Linked DNA regions of Zea mays: region 1 is linked to region 2. The links are chromatin contacts, called in public Hi-C maps. All regions are on one chromosome and are shown on one strand. Each heading gives the region's core, a stretch centred on a gene start, on an enhancer-like site or on the middle of the called end of the contact. The rest is flanking DNA. Distances are from core to core; before and after follow the strand shown.

Region 1 (5,954 bases), core at 2,613-5,112, 470 kb before region 2:
CCACTCCAAGCATCTAAGTTTTTTAGACATCTCATTCAATACAAGAGCTAGTGCAATCAATACATGACACAATTCAAAAGAATCAAAGCCTCTCCAAGTCCTAAACACATTCCAAACACCTAGTGACTAGAGAGAGAGTTTTGCTCGTGTTCTTTAAGCTCTTGTTCTTGGATCGCTTTCTTATTCCTCTTTCTTGTTCTCAAGACACTTGTAATCAAAACAAGAGACACCAAGTTGTGGTGGTCCTTGTAGGGGTCTAAGTGACCCATTGATCAAGGAGAAAGCTCACTCGGTCTAGGTGACCGTTTGAGAGAGGGAAAGGGTTGAAAGAGACCCGGTCTTTGTGACCACCTCAACGAGGACTAGGTTCTTTAGAACCGAACCTCAGTAAAACAAATCATCGTGTCATCCACTATATTTCTTTGGTTGATTTGTTTTCCCCTCTCTTTTGGACTCGGTTTTAAATCTAACGCTAACCCCGGCTTGTAGTTGTGCTTTAAGTTTATAAATTTCAGTTTCCGCCTATTCACCCCCCTCTAGGCGACTTTCAATATGCTTAAGTGGTTTTGGTGTAGTCTCAAATGTGAATGGAAAGGGAAATGGTGAACTTGAACATAAAACAAGGCTTCCACTTCATAACCGTATCATGTTCAAGTTGCCCTTAGTATTTATTGCCTTCTTGCTTTTAATTCACAATTTTTGGTGAGGCAATGAGGTTTAAAGGCCACTAGTTTCTCCATTTTGGTGATTAATGCCAAAGGGGGAGAAATCAAGGCCAAAGCAACTGGATCAACTACTACTTATGAATTTCAAAAATGATTGTGTTAGTCTTGCAAAAGGGGGAGAAATCAAGGCCAAAGGGGGAGTTTTTGGCTTTTGATCAAAACTAGTCTTGCAAATCGTTTTGATTTGCTAAAACAAAGTGTTTTTGACATAGAAGTGAAAAATGAATTTGTGTTGCAAAAATAAACCAAGTGGTGGCAAAATGATCTAAATATGCCAAATCTTAGTCTTATTCTATTGGTGTTTCATTTGACTTCAATTTCCAAAAGTTGACTCATATTCGATCATGTTAGTACCTCTTTTGTTGCTTTTAGGAGTGTTGGCATAAATAACCAAAAAGGGGGAGATTGAAAGGAAAATGTGCCCTTGGGCCATTTCTATTTAGTTTTGGTGATTAAATGCTCAACACATTATGTTTGGACTAACATTATCTTATTGAGCAATGAGCATAGGTAGTTAAAGCAAATTGAGAGGAAGGCACTTTTAGGCTTGAAAGTGGGCATACTACAAATATATATGGTTCCAAGTGAAAAGGTATGCTTTTAGCACTTAGTCAATTGTTTTAGGTACTGATCATATTTTTCTAATTGCTAGGGACTATTTGAAGATAAGTCAAAAGGAGCAAAAGAGAATTAGAATGAAAAAGAGCAATTTGGACTGGTCTGCATAGCACCGGACAATCTGGTGCACAGTCCGACTGAAAGGGCTACTCTCGGGAAAAACAGACTTCGACTATAATTCACCAGAAGGTCCACGCAGAGCACCAGACAGTCTGGTATACCAACTAGTCAACAGCTACTTGACACGTCAGCCGGAGCCAACGTCAACAAGTGCATCGGACAGTCCGGTGCCACCCACCAGAAGCGTCCGCTGCCCCACAAAAGCAGAAGGTGAACAATCAACGATTTGTAGCCATTGCACTATGCAGTGTCTGGTGTGCACTAGACAGTCCGGTGCACCCGTGGACAGAATGCAACCAGGGCCATCCAAATGGAGCTCCAACGGCTCCTAGGTCCTTTAGGGTTATAAAAGGACCCCCTAGGCGCCATTGAGTAGTACACAAGCACACCTTGAGCATTCTACAACTCTGAGACCGCGACCACACTGTCAATTTATTAGATAGAGATTTGAGCGCGTTCTTAAACTGTGATTCTTGCGCTCTTTTCTCGACTTGTGTGTGTGTTGTTGTTGCGATTGTGTTCTTATTTGTGTTTCTACTCCCTCCTTACTCCGTTTTGATCGTAAACATTTGTGTAAGGCGTGAGAGACTCCAATTTGTGAAAATTCCTCACAACCGGGACTTGATATAAGGAAGGTAATCATGGTACTCAAGTTTGATCTTTGGATCACTTGAGAGGGGTTGAGTGCAACCCTTGACCGAAGGAGGTCACCACAACGTGGAGTAGGCATTGGCCGAACAACGGGATAAAATCGCCATGTCTCTTGTCCATTCATTCTATTGTGATTTTTGTCTTCTTGAGTTGTCATATTCACTTGTATTATTGCTCCTAAGTTTGATACACATTTCAAAGGAGCAATCAAGTGAAGAGTTCTCATCTCTCCATCTCTACTCATACCAACTAGGTTTTAGCTTTCACTAATACTCACTATAAACCAAGTTTGTGTTATTTAGAGTTAATTTTTGCAGGATCACCTATTCACCCCTCTAGGTGCTCTTACTTTGCATGGTAGCGTCTCAAGATTTGCTGATATCGGGCTGACTGAATGACAACTGTTGGGGGCCTTCCTCTTCCGAAGGTCCTCAAAAACATAATTAACCATTTGCTTTTTGCATAAGCTATTACAGGGAGCTTCGTCTTCAGGATGGAAGTCTTTCCCCCACGATGAAGGCATACGAGATGAAGATATGATCTAAAGATGATAAGAATAAATGTCGAAGCTATTGACAGAGTAACAACTTCGACTTATAATGGTGATGAAGACTGATGACGATGCTGGCCGAAAGGGAAAAAATACTACTTAGTCCTTAATGATTTATGTTACGATCACAAGTAAATGTCAGGAACATAAATATACTTTTACCTAGGCTACGTCCTGTGTCTATAAATAGATGAACAGTAGCACTGTACTGTTCACACTGGTTTTGTAATCTTTCTCGCATCAACACCTTCGAGCAAGCCGAATGTATCAATGTAATACAAATTCTGTTGATACTCATACATATTTTATGGATTGTAAATATGAGGGAATCAATGAGTTATATTCATTATATTTATCCTTATCTATTTTTATTTATCTATAATATGATAAAGACATGTTCTTCACGACCTTTATCTGATGATCATTATACTCGCGAGGAGATAATGCTTCGGAAGACGAAGGTCCTTAATACTTAATAATTGTGTTGCCTTGTTCTCGATTTACAACATTTGAGAACAAGTGACCAACAACAACATTTAAACGTTTCTCTTCTAGTACATTAATCTTCTCAAGCCGGGTTGCTTCTGCCTATGTGATGCTTTTGAAAGGTTAATCTGGGTGCCTCAAAGGCTATGTCTGTTGGCAACATTGTCCGATGGGGAAGAAACTTTCTCGCGAGGATATAAACGTGAAATTTTATCCCTCGATGGGTAAACAGGGATTGAGACGGGAAGCATTTCCCATTCCTGTTCCCTGCGGACCCGTTAAACTTACACGCGACTATGTTTTTGTGTACTAGTTAACAACAAAAATAAATAATTACCTTGTAAAGAGAACACTAATTATATAAATATGTTCATTTTGATGTATATATATGATTTTTTACATTAAACAATGTGTATACGTGATAATGTTTAATATTACTAACAAAGAATGTATGTCTTAATTATAATTTAAATAGGGATAGAGATGGATTTATCTTTGTAGGAATGGGATGGAGAAGAAATGTTATGTAAGTGTTTGCGGAGATCTCTACAAGTAAATTTTTTCGTCGCGGAGAGAGGATAAGGAGGTATTCCCTCGCGGATAGAGATGGATTTATCTTTGTAGGAATGGGATGGAGAAGAAATGTTATGTAAATGTTTGCGGAGATCTCTACAAGTAATTTTTTTCGTCGCGGAGAGAGGATGAGGAGGTATTCCCCCGCGGAGAATTCACCCACGGTTTCCTCTCCTTCGGCCCAGCCCCCACCCGGCCGTCCACCTAATCCCGAGTCTCGAGCGAGTAGCGACGGCCGCGCCTGCGCCTGCCTGCGTCTTCCGTGGCGGCGCCCCTACCTCTCGAACCCGTCAGGCGGTCTGGCCGACCTCGCTTCCTCGGCTAGCTACCTACTCGCCAGCGTCTATTGTCCAGCAGGCGCCCAGCTCCCAAGCGGCCGCAGTGCCCCTGCTTCTGCCCTTGCACGTTCGGCCCCTGTGCTGCACTGCACAGTGAGCCAGACAGCGAGTAATATTTACTGATTATTGATTATTATCGTTGCATCAACGCATCCTATTTTGATTGATGAGTGCCAACTGTTACTTTCTAAAAAACGGCACCGTACGGTATTTTTCTACCACCATGTTGTTTAAGTATTTTCAATCGATGTCATTATTTGTGCTCTTTATTTTAGGATTATGTATTTTGGTTTGACTGTAGTAAGATTTCTAGCCTTATAATTATAATTTTTTGATTTTACCCCCTTGCCTCATTTCTGTGTCTGCCACTGCCTGCCCATAGTAAATCCACGGTGAGCCATCTGCAAGTCAGCGACGAGTTGCTTCTCAATTCCTTCTCTCGTAGTCCTGTCTTGTCCCCTCACCCATAGTCAAATCATCTGGTCACGTGACCTGATTTTGAGTGTTTGGTTTATTGGAAATAAGAGCAAAGCAGCACAGTATCAAGAATGTAGGGCAATTTGAATGTTCCTGCTGCACTGCTACTTTTAGAATTGTAGTATGCTTCATCATTTATTTATTTCTAAAAAAACTTGCATGTATTCTATCGTGACTTTTATTAAGAAAATAATGTATTCACGTATCTTCATGTTTCTGATAAAGGTATTTGTATATGCATCAGTGCTACACATGTGAATACCGGTTTTGTTTCAACTCTGAAGTCAAGTGATTTTACTGTTTTGTTTTGTTTTGTTTTGCAACAGGTAAGGTTTGTTTTCTTCCATTCAGTTTGTTGTACTGTGGAGATCAAACTAGCTAAGGGCAGAGCCAAATTTGGGGATTCTTCAACTGAAGCCTTGTATAGATATAGTTTGAAAGATGATGAACGAACACAGAGAGGAGGATGCCTTGAGAGGTCAAGCAGTCAAAAACCAGAAGGTGCTGACCCACCTTCTTTGCATCTTGGTATTAACATGTGCTACATATATATAATCTTGTCAAAATTCTTACCTTTGTTTGATTTATGCTCCTTCAAGGCGATATGGGACAAGACCATGGAAATGAGATTCTTGCTGCAGAAGGCGTTTTCTACTTCCAACAAGTTACCCCAGGTTGTAGCAAGCATCTCCCTAGGTTCTTTTTAATTGTCCCCCCTTTTCATGCAGGATTGTGGCTAAGTTGAATTCTAAACTCCATTTTGTTTTCTACTGTGCTGTTGCAGGAATCCATCAGAACAAGGTTTTGCAATCATGATAAGCAGATAGAGCAAGCATATGATGATCTTTTGAATTCGACGAAACATACTTTGAGCAGCATGATGGAGCTGCAGGAGGTTCAGTTAGTTGCACACATTGTTTTCCTTTCACTCCTATGATTTTCCTCAATATGATCAAAATGTTTCTTTTGCAAATAATAATTGAAATGTTTCTCATTGTACTCAACCTCTTAAACTACCTATAGGCTTTGCTTGAGAGTAATCAGGCTACAAAGGATGCCAATGGTATTGCTGCTCTCTATACTGTTCTTGTTCTACTGTAAAAACTATGACATCCCATCTATATGTTCATAACACAACTCTTTACTTGACCCCAGAAATTCCTTCTGCCTCAAATGGAGACAATGACGAGTGGTCAGAAGTACAGAGATTGCAGGCAAGGTAAATTTTGCAACAGAAATAACTAACCAACCATTAGTGCTTGAAAAAAAAAATGGACTGGTGACTGGGGAACGGGGTTCTCATCAACATTTGGACCTCAACGGTCTAATCAGTATAACTTAGAAGTTGGCTAGCGCTTGAAAAACACTACAGGACACTAAGCATTTGTTTATTTTCAGCTGCTTACATCCCTATGA
Region 2 (6,234 bases), core at 1,022-3,521:
GGAACAAATGTTGGACAGCCGACAGATTACAGTTGAGGGGAATGCCACACCCAGATGTTTGCCCCATGTGTGATCAGGCCCAAGAGACAATTCAGCACCTCCTTACTGCGTGCATTTTTGCACGGCAATTTTGGCACACAATTCTTGCTGCTATTGGCTTGGGGCACCTCACTCCAACAGCTGATGAAGAGAATTTTGCAGACTGGTGGGGAAAGGCAAGCCATAAGGTTGTCAAGACCAGAAAAAAGGGGCTTAACTCTCTGATCATCCTGGGGGCTTGGTGTCTATGGCTTCAGAGAAACAGAGCAGTTTTTCATGGGGAGTCACCCTCATTACCCAGGATTTTCCGGTGTTTCTCGGATGAGTACGTTTGCTGGGTAATGGCAGGAGCTAAGGAGTTTGGGAGCTTGGGCTCAGTTGCTGCCCTGGGCGTGGTCGGGTCAAGTTTCAGCAACAATCTGTAATCACCTTAGGGTTTATTTGGGTTTTTGGGAGAGTTGCTCTGCAACTTCTCCTCTATTGTAATGTTTTTTTTTTTCCTCTCTAATATATAAGATGCGCAGTTCTCCTGCGGTTTCTTAAAAAAAAACAAAAAAAAACAAGGCTTCATGTATTTAAGGTGTGAAATTGTTCCCATTGTAGTTTCCCAAATTTAACCATACATAATATTTGTTGAACCTGAAATTTCCTGCATTTGTAAATTTCTATTGTCATGTTTCTGTCAAAAGAAGAAAAAACAAATCTCTGGTCACATTGATATCCCTAGTGATTTAACTTTAGTTCCTGCTGAGTTTGACGAACAGCCAAAAGTCGCATTGCGCAGATTCTTAAAATCATGGTTATATAGATTTCTATGCATTTATAGTTGTCATTGTTCAAAATCTGGATACCTTCTTTTTTTTTTAATGTCACTGAAGACGTTTATGGTTTGCACAGAATTGAAGACAAGCCCCGAATCATTTGCTGTTGAAACTTGACTCATAACCGTAGTACTTGGCCTAGTTGTGATTGACGTATTCAAGGCGGAGGAGTAAAAATGACTATATGCTATCAAAGGGTTGTTATCATTCAGCCTGGAGGCCTGACAGGTTAGTGCCTACTGCCTTCAGTCTTGAGGATGCACTTTCAGCTGCGATTGTTTCTCTCTTGCGAAGGATGCGATGATGAGGGAGGTTTTATGTACACTTCTCCTGGTAGCATGACAGTTTATGTTGTGTTTGCTAGTCTTTGTTAGAAGAGAAATGCCAATAAAAGAAAAAAAATCAAAACAAATATGGTCACACAATAGAGTACCTGCATTTATTTCTGAGCATTCCTCCCCCAAGGCATACTAGTACCAGTGTTATTGCCTGAAGGTTTGTTTGGTAGAGCTCTAGTTTCAGTCAAAACAGCTCTAGCAGTAGCTTCTTTGATAAAACATTTTTTTCTGACTTTAGTTTTACTGGCCTAAAAAGTGGGATGTTTAGGGTTAGTTTGGCAACCTTTTTCCAAGAGATTTTCATTTTTCTAAGGACTAGTTTGAGAACTCTATTTTCTAAAGGGATTTTCCAAGGGAAAATAAACTAATTTCTATTGGGAATCTATTGGAAAAATGGGAATCTATCGGGAAAATAGAGTTGCTAAACTAGCGCTTAGTTTAGCAGATATTCCATGGACAGGTGAATCATGGTACCTCCATCAGTGTATTATGGTGCTTTCATCGGAAATTTTAAAAAAGGAAAGGCCTGGAGAAAAATATCTTTGCTTCTTTGGAGGCACTGGTAGTGATTTAAAAATGTGTACTGTAGCGATCTGGTTAGGCAAGGTCTGAACGGCCGCACAGCCGCAGCCTGTTGGGGTCGAGAACTTGAGGTTGAGGCTGCGGCAAAGCTAACCAAGCGGTCTGAGATGGAACACGTCAGTCACAACTCTCAAGATTTTACAGCGTTGCAAGTTGCGACTCCTTTCGCTGTGGACTCGGATTTTTCTTTTCCTTTACTGATGATTGTGAGGAACGAGGGCCAGCAGCCTAGCAGAAATCGGAAAAACGTAGTGGACGCGATACCGTGCTCGCCTACGCTACGCTAGCACTTATTATTGTTGTTATTATTTTATATATATACATACATACATATATGGTAATCTCTTTTTTGCCGTGAAAACTACGCAGAGCAGTAAAATAACCGCAGTTACCAGCTGACCTCCCTCAATTCCTCGGCCATCCGTACGTCTCCGCCTTCGGGGCTTTCTTCTTGGTCTCGTTCCTTGGCTGGACAAAACACCTGTGGCAGCGGCCGCGCTGCTTGCCTCGCCTTGCTCTCGGTTCGTGGGGCATGGCGGCTTCGCCGGCTTGTGCTCCGGGGCTCATCTCCGGCCCCACCCTCCCTCCCCTGCCCGTTGCCTTCCGCTGCTACTGGGCCCAAAAGCCCTCCTCCGCGTCGACCTCCTCCAGGCGCCCGTGCCGCAGGCGGTTCGTTCCCGTTGCAGCTGCCTCCACCCGCACCTCCTCTGCGGCTGCTCGGGGCCTCGACGCCGACGACTTCCGCCACCCGCTGGACAAGCAGGCTAGCTTTCTTCGATTTAACACACTCTTTTTCTTTCTGTCCACGTATAATGTTCGACTGCGCTTGCGGATGATAGATAAAATTCCTGTCTTCTGAAAGAGAACCGCTTTTCTTCTTGTTTCACAGAACACTCTGCTGCTGAGAGCAATTCCCGGGCTCAACGACGTGGGCAAAGCTTTGCTAGGTCGCCCACTCACATAGTTCCTCAGCGTTGCCAGTCCATCTCAACGTAGTATCCTCAACGATTCATTCCTGCCATCTTTTGCTACTGCAGGACCCGTCTCGGAGCAAGTTATGGTACTCCAGAACATTGGAACATCAGTTCTCGTCTCCCCGAACCAGGTCCGATCTGCCAGAACTTATGTTGTTTCCGGACCTTGTAGTTTGTTTGTTTTCTCTATCACCACAGCCTACAAGTTACCGTAATTCAGAGAGCTAATCGTTTGTTTTCGCTCTTCAGCTTCCAGATCTCCACCAACTGCTGGTTGAGGCTGCGAAGCTCTTGAACACCGAAGCTCCTGACTTGTACATAAGGCAGAATCCTGTTCCAAATGCCTACACCTTAGCAATCAACGGCAAAAAACCATTCATTGTCGTTCACACAAGCCTTGTGGAGCTGCTTACTCCAAGGGAATTGCAGGTACTGTTGTTTACTCTAAACGAACTCATCGGCTGGTATTGCCTAGATGAACAATCAAAACAAGAATTATTATTTGCTTACCTACTGTCTGAATGCATTGATTACTCATCATATTGGATTTGTTTCAATTAGGCTGTTTTGGCTCATGAGCTGGGTCACCTCAAGTGCGATCATGGTGTTTGGCTCACTTTTGCCAATATACTCACAATGGGAGCATACACTGTCCCTGGTAGACCATCTGACTACTTAAAATCTCATTAGAAGGGTCGGCTATGTACCTAAATACACTTTATTTGGACTACATCTCATGGTAAGTACATGCACTTTCTTCAGGTTTTGGCATGGTTGCTGGCTTCCTGGAAGAGCAGCTATACAGATGGCTACGAGCTGCAGAGCTGACTTGTGACAGGGCAGCTCTTCTTGTGGTGCAAGATCCGAAGGTACCTTTACTACCTTAAATCTGAAACTACCTCAGTTTTAAAATACAAGATTGATTTGTATTGAACATAAGATCTAGCAGTATAAATAGCGCTATTTTTGTCTTTGCTTTTGCTCTGGAAGTGGATTTTTTGCATGGTCTGGCCACAAATTATATATGACTCCAAGAAAAAGTAGAGGTTTGTGTAGTTTTCAATTCATCTTCCTAGTAACAATCTTTAGTTCATAGAAAGAGCAGCTGTTCTCCAATTTTGAAGAATTGGAGCTGCAGCTTGTAGTTTTAACATATAATGGATACATGCTTACTCTACAAGTTGGTATCATCACTTAATACTAAACTCCTGATTGTCGTGAGGTGGTCATCTCTGTTCTTGGCTGTCTGAAAATAGGAACACCTTGTTGTGTGTTGTAATGCTTATCCTACAAATCTGTCATCACTTGATACTTATTCTTGATTGTCAAGAGGTAGTCATCTCTGTTCTGATGAAATTGGCCGGAGGATGCCCATCTCTTGCCGACAAGCTAAATGTGGATGCCTTCCTGGAGCAAGCTCGTTCGTACGACAAGGCTGCATCGAACCCAGTTGGGTGGTACATCCGGTCAGAACTGTTATCACTTGAACCATGATTCACGATATTATTGTTGTGGAAATGCATATGTGTTTGTGTTGTATGACATTTCTTTCTCAATCTCTTTACATGTTGCAGGAATGCACAAACCAGAGAGCTTTCACACCCTTTGCCTGTGATGCGAGCCAGAGAGATCGATGAGTGGTCAAGAAGCCAGGAGTACAAGACCGTAATGCAAAAAATGTTTCAGATGGGGCTGAACAGAGTATAGTTAGTGGCGACACATACGAAGAGGTCTGTACATGGAATCCATCATGTTTCTTTGCAAGGATTTAGCTTTAGATCATGACTGTCCTTTCCTGTATATCTGATCATGAGTTTGTGATTTTCTCCTGGGTGGCTGGGCACCGTTTTTTTTCCAGGACTGTAGAGTCTGTAGCTTGTGTATGGAAGGGAATGTCTGTATATGGAGAAGGCTGGTGTTTCTGGAAAAAAAACAGATACAAACATAGACATATTGTATATATTTGCAGTTGAATTTAGTCTCCTTGTATATGATATATTTTTTTCTTTTTTGTTACTGTGTAATACTGTAACTAGAATGAATAAAAGTTTGTTTGAGTTTGCCGGATAACTGGAAAGATCGGCATGGTTAGCCTTTCCAAAGTCCCGAGTCCCGTGACAATGTGATGCATAAGAGGCGAGGCTATTATGAATCAGCAAGCTACGGCTAGTATGCTTGTCTAATTGAGGCTGGCAAGAAAATCAAGATAACCTTGGCCATTTGGGTTCCAATCCTCCCAATCAAACAGATTTTGACCTCCGGTTATTCATGAACAAATGAACCTTGCTTGAATTGGCCTAATTTTTGTTGTGTATTTTGGTTCACAATTAGGGGTGACTTGGGAAATTTAAGGATCGAATTTGGATTGGAGACTATTTCTATTTATTTTTAAATTGAAATTTATTTAAGGTCCTATCTTAATGAAGAAGCATTTAGATCGCAATCCATCGTACTACTCACATTTCATTACACTCTACTCACATTTGGATGTACTTTTCGTCCTGCGCATACTAGCGAGAGGGACACACCGCACACGCGGTGGTCGTGTTGTGGTTGGCGTTGGACCAACCGAGTGACGCCCACATCTGCCCGGCGGTCCCCTCCACCCGGGATCCATGTGGACGTATGCGGATGCGGTGAGCAGGTAGCATCCACTGCACTCTGCAGAGGAGGAAGGAAGAGGACCGACAAAGATGGGGATGGCATTGCCATTGCCGCCGGCGTCACAGGTAGGTGAGGCATCTGATGATAGAGAGGGAGAGAGAGACTGGTGCCCTGACTGATTTGATTTGGCTCGATCCGACTCCGATGTAGGGGTTGTTGCGTTCCAGGAGGATGAGCTTCCTCGCTTCGCCGCCGCTGTCGCTCAAGGCAGCCGGTGGAATCAGCATCCCATGCCCGTGGCGATTGGATGGCCGCCGTCCACGAGCAGCCCCAGCCAGTGTTCCTCGACTAGCATCAGTGGTGAATGCGCAGTCACTTATCCTCGATTTCCTTGCCGTCGCACTCGCACCACATATATGCCCGTAGCGCAACGCAACCGGGCGCCCAAAACAAAAAAAAGCTGCGCGCTCTGATCCGAATCGCACTCGCTGGCACGCCGCAGCGAAGCGTGGTGCTGGACATCGAGGGCACGACGAGCCCCATCTCGTTCGTGACGGACGTGCTCTTCCCCTACGCCCGCGACAACGTCCGCACGCACCTGGACGCCACCTACTCCACCCGCGAGACCAAGGACGACATCGCCCTGCTGCGCGCTCAGGTCAGCTTCCCCGTTGTGCATTGCATCGCTCGACAGCCAATGAGCAGATCGAGCTTCTTCTGAGCTTCGCGCCACGACGTCCTTGGTCGTCCTGCTGAAAGGGGCCGGCCGGCCGGAATCTTTGCCCAGGTCGAGCAGGACCTAGCCGAGGGCGTCCCCGGCGCCGTCCCGGTCCCGCCCGACGGCGCCGGCAAGGACCGCGTCGTCGACGCCCTGGT

The links. Hi-C and Micro-C count contacts between places; a contact is called where the count stands out from the background.
Region 1: a Hi-C map of root tip shows a contact between it and region 2, with 4 times the contacts expected there. The contact joins the promoter of LOC100283905 here to the promoter of LOC100191294 in region 2. A contact is called at or near these places in 7 of 25 Hi-C or Micro-C datasets (ear, endosperm, leaf and 2 more) and 1 of 3 datasets of contacts at active chromatin or transcription factors (leaf).

The regions. Positions count from the first base shown.
Region 1 is chr3:33,646,158-33,652,111 of Zm-B73-REFERENCE-NAM-5.0, reverse strand. It overlaps LOC100283905 (protein AATF), which reads left to right and starts at 3,862. Exons shown (of 12, transcript NM_001156803.2): 1 at 3,862-4,170; 2 at 4,865-5,039; 3 at 5,138-5,212; 4 at 5,323-5,433; 5 at 5,562-5,601; 6 at 5,694-5,757. The coding sequence starts at 4,980.
Region 2 is chr3:33,176,546-33,182,779 of Zm-B73-REFERENCE-NAM-5.0, reverse strand. LOC100191294 (putative peptidase M48 family protein) reads left to right here and starts at 2,271. Exons shown (of 9, transcript NM_001367163.1): 1 at 2,271-2,543; 2 at 2,670-2,727; 3 at 2,818-2,885; 4 at 3,004-3,183; 5 at 3,316-3,412; 6 at 3,517-3,623; 7 at 4,087-4,220; 8 at 4,329-4,484; 9 at 4,613-4,814. The coding sequence starts at 2,313. The coding sequence ends at 4,461. It overlaps LOC100194257, which reads left to right and starts at 5,345. Exons shown (of 7, transcript NM_001367083.1): 1 at 5,345-5,483; 2 at 5,569-5,718; 3 at 5,861-6,016; 4 at 6,146-6,234. The coding sequence starts at 5,448.